Regions from separate parts of the Mus musculus genome. Here regions 1 and 2 are each linked to region 3. A link is a contact called in public HiChIP or PLAC-seq data. All regions are on one chromosome and are shown on one strand. Each heading gives the region's core, a stretch centred on a gene start, on an enhancer-like site or on the middle of the called end of the contact. The rest is flanking DNA. Distances are from core to core; before and after follow the strand shown.

The links. HiChIP or PLAC-seq counts read pairs in DNA pulled down with a chosen protein or histone mark.
Region 1: an H3K27ac HiChIP or PLAC-seq map of bone marrow-derived dendritic cells shows a contact between it and region 3, with 4 times the contacts expected there. The contact joins the promoter of Myadm here to the enhancer-like site in region 3. A contact is called at or near these places in 4 of 39 promoter capture datasets (the HPC-7 cell line, HPC-7-derived erythroid cells, stem cell-derived epiblast-like cells and 1 more), 1 of 484 Hi-C or Micro-C datasets (the G1E-ER4 cell line) and 9 of 115 datasets of contacts at active chromatin or transcription factors (the NIH/3T3 cell line, bone marrow-derived dendritic cells, bone marrow-derived macrophages and 4 more).
Region 2: an H3K27ac HiChIP or PLAC-seq map of embryonic stem cells shows a contact between it and region 3, with 5 times the contacts expected there. The contact joins two enhancer-like sites. A contact is called at or near these places in 6 of 39 promoter capture datasets (the C10 cell line, the HPC-7 cell line, cranial neural crest and 3 more) and 3 of 115 datasets of contacts at active chromatin or transcription factors (embryonic stem cells and extraembryonic endoderm stem cells).

Annotation. Positions count from the first base shown.
Region 1 is chr7:3,289,264-3,293,297 of GRCm38.p6, reverse strand. Myadm (myeloid-associated differentiation marker) reads right to left here and starts at 2,743. Exons shown (of 3, transcript NM_016969.2): 1 at 2,668-2,743; 2 at 7-95.
Region 2 is chr7:3,199,157-3,203,016 of GRCm38.p6, reverse strand. No RefSeq gene overlaps it. Among named protein-coding and RNA genes, the nearest start is that of Mir290a, 18 kb to the left of the region's middle. RefSeq lists a cis regulatory region at 1-3,406. Within about 2 kb of position 1,501, at least 46 of the 459 cell types and tissues checked have an H3K27ac peak or open chromatin away from gene starts, as enhancers often do. A contact at or near this core is called in embryonic stem cells, where this site is marked.
Region 3 is chr7:3,568,947-3,572,864 of GRCm38.p6, reverse strand. No RefSeq gene overlaps it. Among named protein-coding and RNA genes, the nearest start is that of Oscar, 45 kb to the left of the region's middle. Within about 2 kb of position 1,919, at least 18 of the 459 cell types and tissues checked have an H3K27ac peak or open chromatin away from gene starts, as enhancers often do. A contact at or near this core is called in the G1E-ER4 cell line, bone marrow-derived dendritic cells, embryonic stem cells and 1 more, where this site is marked.

The DNA.
Region 1 (4,034 bases), core at 1,494-3,993, 280 kb after region 3:
ACTCACCTGCTCCCTTAACAGAGGACCCGGAAGGAGAAAGTTCCGGCTGCGAAGGCGGCTAGGGTTGCACACCTGGAAAAGGCTGATCAGAAGCCCTGGAGGAAGAGAGCGACAGTCAGAGTGGAATTCAGACAGTCCTCCTTGCAGCACTCTGACCCCGGAGCCCTAGACTCCACAGCTGGGACGTGTCTCCCAGTGGGGACGCATACTTGGCAGAGATCCCCCAGGCGAGGCCCCAGAGATTGCCCTGAGGAAGCGCCGCCCCTCTCCTTCCTCTCCCAGAACTTGCTGCGTGGGTGGGGTGGAAGCAAATGTGGACAAAGGGCCCGCCCTCAGGCTCGCGAGGGGCGTGAGTGATGTTAACCTAGCCCTGATTTGCAGCCTGCAGAGGGAGATCCCTGGGCGGTGGCTGTAGAGGCGGGAGGCCCAGCCTGGCCCCAGAGTCTCTGCTCCTTATAAGGGCTTTAAGTTGCCTCAGCCAGGGCAATGTGGCAGGGACCAGGAGGTAGTGCCAAGACCCCCGCCGAGAGAGCGAAAGTGGGAGGGGGGAGGGGAGAGGGAGGGGGGAGAGAGAGAGAGACAGAGAGACAGAGAGAAAGAGAAAGAATGAGTTTTTTTTTTTTTGGTTTTTCGAGACAGGGTTTCTCTGTATAGCCCTGGCTGTCCTGGAACTCACTCTGTAGACCAGGCTGGCCTCGAACTCAGAAATCCGCCTGCCTCTGCCTCCCGAGTGCTGGGATTAAAGGTGGGTGCCACCACACCCGGCGCGAGAGAGATTTTTATGGTTACTTGAAAAGTGTGAGTTTGGAGCCAGGCAGAACGACTCCCAAAAGTTGTCCTCTGAACTCTTTCCGTGTTCTGCAGTAGATGTGTCCCTGCGTCCCTCACCCACTGATATATATATATATATTCTATTTTTCTATTTTGAGATAAGCATTTGCTATGTAAGCCTTACTGGCCTGGAACTTGCTATGTAGACCAGGCTGGCCTTGAGTTCACGGAGATCTGCGTGCCTCTGTCCCCTGAGTGCTGGGATTAAGGGAAAAATCTTTTTTTGAACTCTGAGTCCTTTCAGAATGAGGAAAGTCTGGCCTGGGAGTGCAGAACAGTGTTCCCAAAGCACCGGTAGAGGCAGGATTGGAAATTCGAGGCCTTCTTGGGGTCACAGAGAGAGTTCAAGACCACCAAGGGGTGGGGGTGGGGATGGGGGGAAAGGAAGTCAGTAGTGGTGAGGTTTTAAGTAGAGTATTTGACTAGCATGTGTGAGGTACTAGGTTCAACCCCTAATGGGTGGGACTGGGGCTAAGGGAATGAGACTCCTTAAAACTCCTTCAATCTGATGGAGCTCCAGGACACAGCTCTTCCTTGGCTCCAGGCAAGAACTCATGCAGGAGTTGCAATTCTCCCTGGGAACTAGAAGCCTCCAGGGCACTTGGGAGTTGAGACAGAAAGGCAGAAACCCCCAGCTCCCACCAGGATTGGTTTTTTTGGGAAGCCAGGCACCCCGCACTATAATAAGTGGGCAACAGATCGCCTGTAATCTCAGCATTTAGGAGGAAGAGGCAGACGGATCTCTACAAGTTCAGGGCCAGCCAGGTCTACATAGCGAGTTCCAGGACTACAAAGGCTATATACATAAAGCCTGTCTTTAAAATTTTTTAAACAAAAACAAAAATGGCGGGTTAGTGTCCAGCATAAATCCTTCTGTCAGGGAGAAAAGTTAGGAAAGGAGGAATAGAAAGAAAGGAAGACCTTAGGAGAGGTAACGGAACTAGTGATAGAGGCCTCCAGCATCGTTTGAAGTCATTGCTCAGGAATGCTCAGCTAAAGACATAAGCAGGGTGAGGAAACGCCCCTAGAGTTTCCTCCTAGGTCTAGTTCCACTCTCAGGGCCACACCCAGCACCCCTGCTACCATCCCCAATGCCACACTCCTGAGGTCATCCATCACTCCACAGACAGGGCACATGCTGGGCACAGCCCTGAACAGACTCCAGGCCACGCCTCACACCAGTGGTGGGCTCAGCCGTAAGCCTTCAAAGATTCCTACCTCCCTCCCCCCAGCCCCCCCCCCATACTCTAGTGCGGGTGCAGGCCTCTGGGAGGGTCAGAACAAGGACTTTCCCCTCCTGAGTCCCTCCAGGTATAAGCACCAGGTATAAGCATCCAGGAGTTCCATCTTCTCGGATTCAGGGATCTATACTCAATCTTTCCGAGTCTTCAAACCAAGAGTCGAGATCCCAGCCCCTCCCTTCTTCCGTCCCAATTCAAACTCCAGTACCTTCTCCCTCAGAACAAATTCAGACCCCCAACTTCCTCCAGATTAAGGTCTGAATCCTGCCCTCCTCCCTGAGACCCATCTTAAATACAGATCCCAAACCTTTTTGGTCAGACCTAGGAGTCTAGATCCCATCCTACCGCTCTCAGCCTCAAGGGTCCAAGTACCACCGTCCTTCCTCATACCCACGTGCCCACTCCCCAGTCCCTCTTCTTTCCCATGTATGACCTGTATGAGCTCAGATGTTCAGCCTTTCATCCAGAGCTTGAGTCCTGGTCCAACTGCAGTGTTTCTAGGGATCCAGACACCTGAATCCGTGCCCACTCCTCTTTCTAGAACCAAGGATCCTGGACCACAACTCCTTCCCTTTGGGGGTCCCTGCAGCTTTACCTCTCCAGGCAGTGGCGACTGTAGCACAAACAAGGACGACAGCTGCAGACCAAAAGGGTCTTAGGACTGGGTGGAGTTGGCCAGCTGAGGAGCGCGCGAGGGAGGGGTTGTGGGCGGGGTTTGGGCCTGGCTAGGGCGGTGAAAAGGGACTTTCCCTTCATTCAGGCTATCCCTGGTAGGCCCCGAAGGCGGGGCTAATGCCACACCACGCCCCCAGAAGGCTAGCGTCCTGGATCTCCCGCCCTACCAGTGAGGGGGTGCAGAGCTGAGGTCACCGTAGCCGTGGAGACAAAACAGGAAGACACAGCAGCTGGAGGGGTGGGGTCTCCTGGGGGCTATCCTCCCTGTCATAGCTCTAGAAAGAAATCTTCAGGGTAGACCGGAGAATGCTGTTGCCATAGAAACGTACTTGTTTATGATTTGTTTCAGATAGAGTCGTCGCCCCCCCCCCACTAAGCCGGGTCCCCACGCCTAGTCTCACCTCTCATTCAGTTCTCCCGCTCTCCGCCCCACGCCTCTGTCTATCAGTTCCCCCACGATACCCAGAAAAAGGAAATCTTACACATCCAGGTCCCAGCAGTTTGAGGGTCAGCTAGACCTCTGTTTAACGGAGTCTTGTCTACCTGAAGCAGAATTTAGGGTGCCAGGCCTTGAGCTTAAGCTACCTTGACTAGTGAGGGCCCACCCCCAAAAAACAAAGACTAGATTCCTTCGTTTAGGGGTCTGCATAGAGAGTGGGCCATATCTCCAATTACACTGTAATCATGGCCTGAGGACCCTTGGGCCAAGTCTCAGAAGATCACAGCCAGGAGACGCGAAAGGATGATGGATAGTAGCTAAATTCCTGGAAATTTGGAGGGAGGGTACCAGATTTCTGAGCGTTCAGTTTTCAAAACATATGTGGTTGGTTGGTTGGTTGCCTGAGTCTAGAAGGGCACGCTATTTTTGGCCTGAATTCCTGCCTTCAGGACAAAGGGAGAGACTCAGAATCTTTATGAGGACAGGGCTAGGGCCCGGAGCTCTGGATTCTAGGTTCTATCATATGGGAAGGATTCCTCGGGCCCTATAGTACCGGGAGGAGAGGGGCAAAAGCAGGAAAGAGATGCAGGATTGGGAAAAAAAAAAAAAAAAAAAGTCGGATTTAAGGGCCTGAAAGAACTCGACTGAGCCAGATGGGAAAAGAAGCTGAAGGTCGCGATGCTGGAGGGACCTTTAGGTCTCTCCTAAAGGTCCCAATGCTGGCCCCCTGGGCAGGGCGGAGACCCAGGACACCTGGTTCCCTCCCTCCTGGCTGCACTCACTCACCCCGCTCTGCAGCGGTCCCGGGCGCGGCCTTGCTCTGCTGCTGCTGGGCGGGGCCTAGTGGC
Region 2 (3,860 bases), core at 252-2,751, 370 kb after region 3:
CACTCCAGAAGAGGGAGTCAGATCTCGTTACAGATGGTTGTGAGCCACCATGTGGTTGCTGGGATTTGAACTCTGGACCTTCGGAAGAGCAGTCAGGTGCTCTTACCCACTGAGCCATCTCACCAGCCCTTATTATTTTATTATTATATGTGAGTACACTGTAGCTATCTTTAGACAGACCAGAAGAGGGTGTCAGATCTTATTACAGGGATGGTTGTGAGCCACCATGTGGTTGCTGGGAATTGAACTCAGTACTTCTGCTGGCTCGATTTGAACTCAGGACCCCCAGGAGAGTAGTCTTACCTGCTGAGCCATCTCACTAGCCCCAGTTTTGGTTTTTCAAAATAGGGTTTCTCTGTGTAGGCCTGGCTGTTCTGGAATTTGCTCCATAGACCATGGCCTCAAACACAGAGAACCACTTGCATGTGTGTGTGTGTTTATTTTCGGTAGGGTTTCACTGTGTAGACCAGGGAGGCCTTGAATTCAAAGAGATCTATCTCCTGACCTTAAATACACATGGCACCACCTCTGGAAGTTTTTGTTTTGCTTGCATGGTACTGAATCTCATATAATTCTGCCTGGCTTGAAACTAGTTGTCTAGTCAAGTATGACCTCAAATTCCTGATCCTCTTGTTTTTCTACCTGAATGCTCGGATAACAGGCATTTGCCACTATGCCTGCTATATACAGTTTCTTTCAGACAAGGTCTTACTGTCTAGCACAGAGTGCCTTGGGATTTACAGTAATTCTCCTGCCTCAGCCTGTTAAGTGCTAGAATAAGAGACAGGAGTCACCAACCAGTTATTGGTTTTTTTTTTTTTTTTTTGGTTTTTTGTTTTTTTTGAGACAGGGTTTCTCTGTGTAGCCCTGGCTGTCCTGGAACTCACTCAGGCTGGCCTCAAACTCATAAATCCGCCTGCCTCTGCCTCTGCCTTCCAAGTGGTGCTGGGATTAAAGGCCTGTGCCACCACCACCTGGCTTATTGTGGTTTTGAGAGAGAGCCTCTCCGAGTAGAGGCTGTCCTGAAATTGCTATATAGAGCAGGAGAGGCCTTGAACTCACAGACATCCTCCTGCCTTCGACTCTCAAATACTGGCTTAAAGATGCCTATCACCACACCTGGCCCCAGTTATGTTTTAGATACAGAGTCTATTTTTTTATGTGGTCCAAACTGGCTTCAAACTTTCTCCTACTTTTTTCTCTCTCAGGACTCTGTTTTCCAAGGGCTGGTATTATACCAGGAGTCACCTTGCAGACCAGACTCAAACTACAGCACAGTTGCTTCGTTTTGTTCTCTCAGGCTGGCAGCCAGCCCTGCCCCCACCAGCCCTGAAGTCAGGAGTCCTCCTAACTTTACTCTTTGCGTAAGGATCTAGAGATCTGGACTCACACAAAGACTTTAGACAGATAGAATTCCCACTGAGTCTCCTGCTTCCTGCCAGATCTCAGCTCTGCAGATTTCAGAGCTGATACGGGAAGGAGTGCCGGGCTGTGGGCCCCAGGCAGCTTTCTCTGCCTTCAGATTGCCCAGGTTCCAGGAAATAATGCGGGGAGGTGTGATGTGCTCGGCTCCTTTGGCCCGGTTCAGTCCAGTCTAAACTGACTCGATAAAGAGGCCTTCTACTCCACCCAGCCAGAATTTCACACCTGCCTCTGCCCCAGGAGATCCCCTCATTGTTTTCAGTAAGGAATGCTTTGCATGTGTGTGTGACCTGGTCTCACTATGTAGGCCTGGCCTGCCTGGAACTCACAGAAACACCCTGCCCTTAAGTCTCGAGTGGCAGGAATAAGCCATTCACCACCACATTTTGAAAAAGCACGTTGTGCTTGATTTAAACCCTGAGCTGCGCTCCCGATCCTCTATCACTGCGTTCCTTGGGTGGGATCTTTTCTCTCTTGCTTTAACTTTGACTTAAAAACCCGAATTACAGGCAGGCTGACAAGGCCACCTGGAATGTCAGTGCGTTTGAGGGCTCCCAAATGTTACGTTTTTTACTTGTTAAAGTAAGTAGTGCTTTAATAACAGAGCTTTCTCCCCAAGACACAGTATCACGATGTAGTCCTGGCTGACAGCTACCCCCAGACATGTGCTTGCCATCTAAGTGCTGAGATTGAAAAAAAAAAAAACCAAAATAGCTCTTCTCTCTGTCTCTCTCTCCCTCCTCTCCCCATTCTCCTCCCCCTCTCTCCACGTGCCCCCCCCACTCTCTCTGCCTTTCTGTCTCTACTACCTTCAACTCCCCTGCCCATGCCCTAAATAAACTCTATTCTATACTAAAAAATGTGTTACTAGGCACAAGCAAGTCCAAGTCTCCCTGTCTCTGTCTTCCTCCTCCTCCTCTTCCTCTTCTTCCTCCTCTTCCTCCTTTTTAAAATGTCAGGGATTCTCTGTGTAGCCCTGGCTGTCCTGGAATTTTCGGTGAGCTCCCTGCTTCTGCCTCCTGAGTGCTGGGATTAAAGGTGTGCACCACCATGCCCGGCACACCTTCATTTTTAAAATTCAGGATTTTACCATGCTTAGGCTGCCCTCAATCAACTCTATAGCCAGGTAGGCTTTGACATGGCTAACTTTCTTCCACACCCTAGGGACAATTGTGTGCAGCTCAGCTTGGCTTCTTTAGCACAGATCTGTACTCCCAGGCCCCAGGCATCCCACATCCCTCCTTTCCAGGGAGAGGGAAAGCCATTTTCCCTTGGCTGCTGCTTTGTTGCTGGGACCACTGTCTAGTACCTGGTGATGAAGTTGGTTTTCACAGTATGGTAGAAGAGAGACTGATCACACACCCATGAAAACCCATATATACATTTATATTGCTAAGGACAGAACAAACAGCCTCACTGTATATGTCCATGGGATCCAAAGAATCAGGCATACACATGGCACACATCCAGATAGTAAAAGTGTAAACACGTACAGATTTTATGATTTAAAACTTCATAAAGCTCACAATAACCTCACTACCTTTTTCTTTAAAGATTTATTTATTTATTTAATGCTTATGAATACACTGTTGCTGTCCTCAGACACACACCAGAAGAGGGCATGGGATCCCATTACAGATGGTTGGGAGCCACCATGTGGTTGCTGAGAATTGAACTCAGGACCTCTGGAAGATCAGTCAGTGCTCTTAACCACTGAGCCATCTCTCTAGCCCCCAACCTTACAACCTTTTGTTCACGGAGGGATTTACTGGTCTTCATTTCTGACCAGCAACATAGGACCCTCTTATAGGTGCAGAGTGCTGAGAAATGTTGATAAAAAAGACTTCCCTTCACTTTCCTCAGACACTGTAAGGTTAAATTGACCAAGGCCTTTTGGCAGATGGTGCAATTTCTCAGTGCCCTCTTTCCCTTGACCTGTGTCTCTGCTAACCCATATACCAAAATAATAACATGGTGAGAATCGCAGGCAGGAGTTCAAGGCCAGACATGCCTTCCTGCCAAACCTGAGGGTAGTCTGAGGCCTTGAGTCAAAGCACCCCAACACATAAACAGCATCTTCAAAAAATAACTGTGTGCTGGGTGGTGGTGGCACCCTTTAATCCCAGCACTTGGGAGGCAGAGACAGGAGGATTTCTGAGTTCGAGGCCAGCCTGGTTTACAAAAGTGGGCCCAGGACAGCCAGGGCTACAGAGAAACCCTGTCTCAAAAAAAAAAAAAAAAAAAAAAAAAAAAAAAAAAAAAAAAAGAAAAGAAAAGAAAAAGAAAAAGAAAAAAAGCTAAGAGAAACACTGCAGCCCGGCTTAGGAAGCCTGGTTGGATCCCATGACTTTTTGAGTGACCGCTGACCCTTGTGTAGGTTCCACCACTAAATTTTGTCCGTTGGAGCCATGGCTTTGTTGGACCTAGACCCTACCCCA
Region 3 (3,918 bases), core at 670-3,169:
AATTGGACCTTGGAACTAACCTGGGCATCTCCATCTTGGCAGACCCCAGCATGCTGGACTTTAGCAAAAGCTCTTCACTTTTGCATACAACTTGAGTCTAGGGTATCATTCTTTAGCAAATCATGGACCCTTACACCCCCAGTGGGCTGAACACTCCTCCATCAATCACTAATTAAGAAAACGTCCCACAGGCTGGCCCACAGTCCAGTCTTAGAGAGGCATTTTTCTCAACTGAGGTTCCTTCCTCTCAGATGACTAGCTTGTGTCAAGTTGACATAAAACTAGTGAGCACAAGGCTTTATGAAAAAGTTCAGAGAGAACAAGGAGTGGGGAGAAGGCTATATTGGAAGTGTCTAAGCCGGGTGGTGGTGGCACACGCCTTTAATCCCAGCACTTGGGAGGCAGAGGCAGGCGGATTTCTGAGTTCGAGGCCAGCCTGGTCTACAAAGTGAGTTCCAGGACAGCCAGGGCTATACAGAGAAACCCTGTCTCCAAAAACAAACAAACAAACAAAAAAACAAAAAAACCAACAAAAACGGAAGTGTCTAAGAGAAGTGGGAGTTTAGAGATGGGGCTGGAGATGCTCAAGATATATTGTTTACATGTATGGAACTATCAAATAATAAATAAAATTAATATTGAAACAAACCAAACAACAAAAGGGCAGGGGACAACACCAATTAGTATATGATTAGCATTTCCTCAGAAGCTTGGTAGAATTGCATGAATAAGCTTAGAAGTAGGTGGTCTGAATTATTTCTGTGTGGTTGGAGACCAACGAAAACCAAGTCAGTAGGAAGTGGTATGATACTTTGCTGAGAGATCAGGTCCTGATTATCACCATGAAACAGAAGTTGTGGGCTAGCTCTGAAGATTAAGAACTGAAGGACAGCCCTTACTGGCAGGTCCCAGAATTAAACTTTAACAGGAACAGCAAGTTGAAGATGCATTCTGGGGAAAGTATGTTAACAAGGGGCATCATTAATTCCCAATTCTTGATCTTGTTCTGTCTTGGTAAGTCCTAGGAGGAGTAGGGCCATTTGGGGTGGGTGGGTGGGTTGGAGAGGCGGACGGAATTGGTAAAGACAGTGAGGTAGCCAGTGAGTCCACAAGGATAACTGACTATGTTTCACTTTGTAAACATGAGCAACTATTGGATGGTTTACACACATTTTCCTCTTTTCTCCAAATCAGTAGGTTCTGAGCTTCTCAATGGCTTTCTGCCAAATGAATGAGACTCGTGTGTGTGTGTGTGTCTGTGTGTACACATGTGTCTTCCTCATGGCCAAGGAAGACATTACATATATAGCCAAAATGGTCAATGCTGGTGCTCAGGACCCCAGACAATGGGATGATACTGCCCACAGTTAAGGTGGGTTTTCCCACCTCGACTAGCCTAATCTAGGCAGTCCCTCATGAGCATTCTTTTTTTTTTTTTTTTTTTTAAAGATTTATTTATTATATGTGTGTACACTGTAGCTGTCTTCAGACACTCCAGAAGAGGGCATCAGATTTTTGTTCCGGATGGTTGTGAGCTACCATGTGGTTGCTGGGATTTGAACTCAGGATCTTTGGAAGAGAAGTCAGTGCTCTTAACCGCTGAGCCATCTCACCAGCACCCCCTCATGGGCATTCTTAGAGGCTAATCTAATCTTGGTAATCCCTCACAAGCATGATCAAAGGCGTCCTTTCAAGTTGACAATATTAACCATATATTGTACTGAAAGACCCACAACGTGAGGACTCCCCCATGTTCTGACTCAGGAGAGGCGAGACCCCAAATCACTCATGAGAAATGGTCTTGATGCAAATTGCAAGAGGACTTTTATTTCAAGAGCACTCTCGGGATCACAGTCATATACCATGAAGCAGTAGAGGACCGTGGTGCCCGAGTAGCTGGGTAAGGTAGTATTTAAAGGAAGAAACCACAACTCAAGGGGGTGGGGAGGGTGTTGTTGGAAAATACCAAAAATACCAGTTAAGAGTCAATGAGGAAGTGCAAAGTCACAAGAGTCACAAGGTATACCTGGTAATTGTGCGGGTTATTTCTCAAGACAGTTTCTAAGAGCCCCTAACAATAGCACATTTACATAGCTGTTTCCATGAAAGGTCAGGGTGGGTCAGGGTGACTTTCTTTGAAGGAACATTCCCTGAATCCAGGAAGCAGGTGAGTGGAGGAATGTCGCTTTCTGTTTTATGATTAGCATGCCTTGGAGCATTGAGTCACAAAGGTCACATTCTCAAGCCTGGGCCTAAAGGCCTAGAATTTTTTGTTTGTTTGTTTTTATGTTACACTTTTTCATTACATAATAATGTATATTATATATGCGTGTTGTATATATGTCATATATGTATAATAATATATTTTTCTATAAATACTGTATGTATAATTATATTGGATTTTCAAGATACGGTTTCTTGGTGAAGCCCTGCCTGTCCTGGAACTTGCTCTTTAGGCACCTCAAACTCAGAGTTCCGCCTACTGCTGCCTCCTAAGTGCTGAGTCTAAAGCTGTGAACCATCACCCATCACCACAAGGCTGTATAAATATATTCATATATAAATCTGTGTGTGTGTGTGTGTGTGTGTGTGTATGTATGTATCTGGGTTCCAAGGATATAACTGTGATTGCCAGATTTATGTAGCATGCGCGCATGCACACACACACCACAACACACCTGTGAAGGTCAGAGGACAACTTTCAGGAATAGGTTCTCTCCTTCCACCACATATGATCCAAGTCAGATCATCAGACTGGCAGCAGGTGCCTTTGCTAGGTGAGCCGTCTCTCTAGCCCTGCTGTAAGTTAGCAGATGGAAGAATTCTTCTGTAGAATCTTTAGAATCTTCTAAGTAATACGAAAGATCTTGTCCTTGAGAGTCTAGAAAAGAACACCCAGCCTAGACATCTTAATTTCAGAGTCTAGGAGCCGTGTGATGCCCCTCTTCTGGCCACCACGGGCACTGCATGCCTGAAATGCAAGCATAGACTGACTTGCAAGATAGATGGTAAGAGAGTGGACTTACAAAAAAAAAAAAAAAACGAAAAAAGAGAGAGAGAGAGAGAGGACTTACAGCATCATACACCATGAGGCGTCTATTATTTTTTTACATCCCTTCATTTAAATGGTTCCCAGGGAGCAGGACGATATGTCATATACAACTCTAAGATCTACTTTCTTCCAGGGTCCTTTGACAAACTCACCTTGAATATCTGGCCCAGCTCTGTGGTTCCCACCAGAGGCAATGTGACTCTGCTATGTATAGCTAAGATACAAGGTGCAAAGTGTGCTTTTTAAAAAGAAGGTATTAATTTGTATCTCAAGACACGAATTGGTTTGTCAGGCTGGTCATCTGATTTCAATCTTGTTATGGGATGGAAGTATGCATTTGAGTTCTATCTCACGGAGTTAGAGCAGTGATGCTGTGAATGCTATGGGAGTGGGAACCCTGATGAAAAGTTCAGTGTTGAAATCCTATTATTGGTCACAGGTGAGGAGGGGCTTCCTTAGAACGACACTTGTCAATCTCCCAAAGGGAGAAAGGGAGGGAGAAAAGAGTGTTCGTCTTCAGAGGGGCTGGGGAGGTCAGGAGGCAGTTGCGATAGAAATGAATACTTTTAGTTATTGCTTTTATTTTTGTATGTGTGTGTTGTGCATGTGTGTGTATGCATGTCTGCATGGGGGGTATGTGAGCATGCATGCAGAGCTTGAAAGTGATTAATTGTTCACGAAGATGGGATCTCACAACCAAACCATACCTCCTGGGTGTGGTTACTTTTGTTAGCCAGTTAGCTTTGGGGGAATCCTTCTTCTGAAGTTGGAGTTACAGGTAAGTCTAGAAACTAAGTAGCTTAAGGGGATCCAAAATCTAGTCCTCATGCCTGGAAAGTATTAGGATAAGAAATAATTAAGTGTGT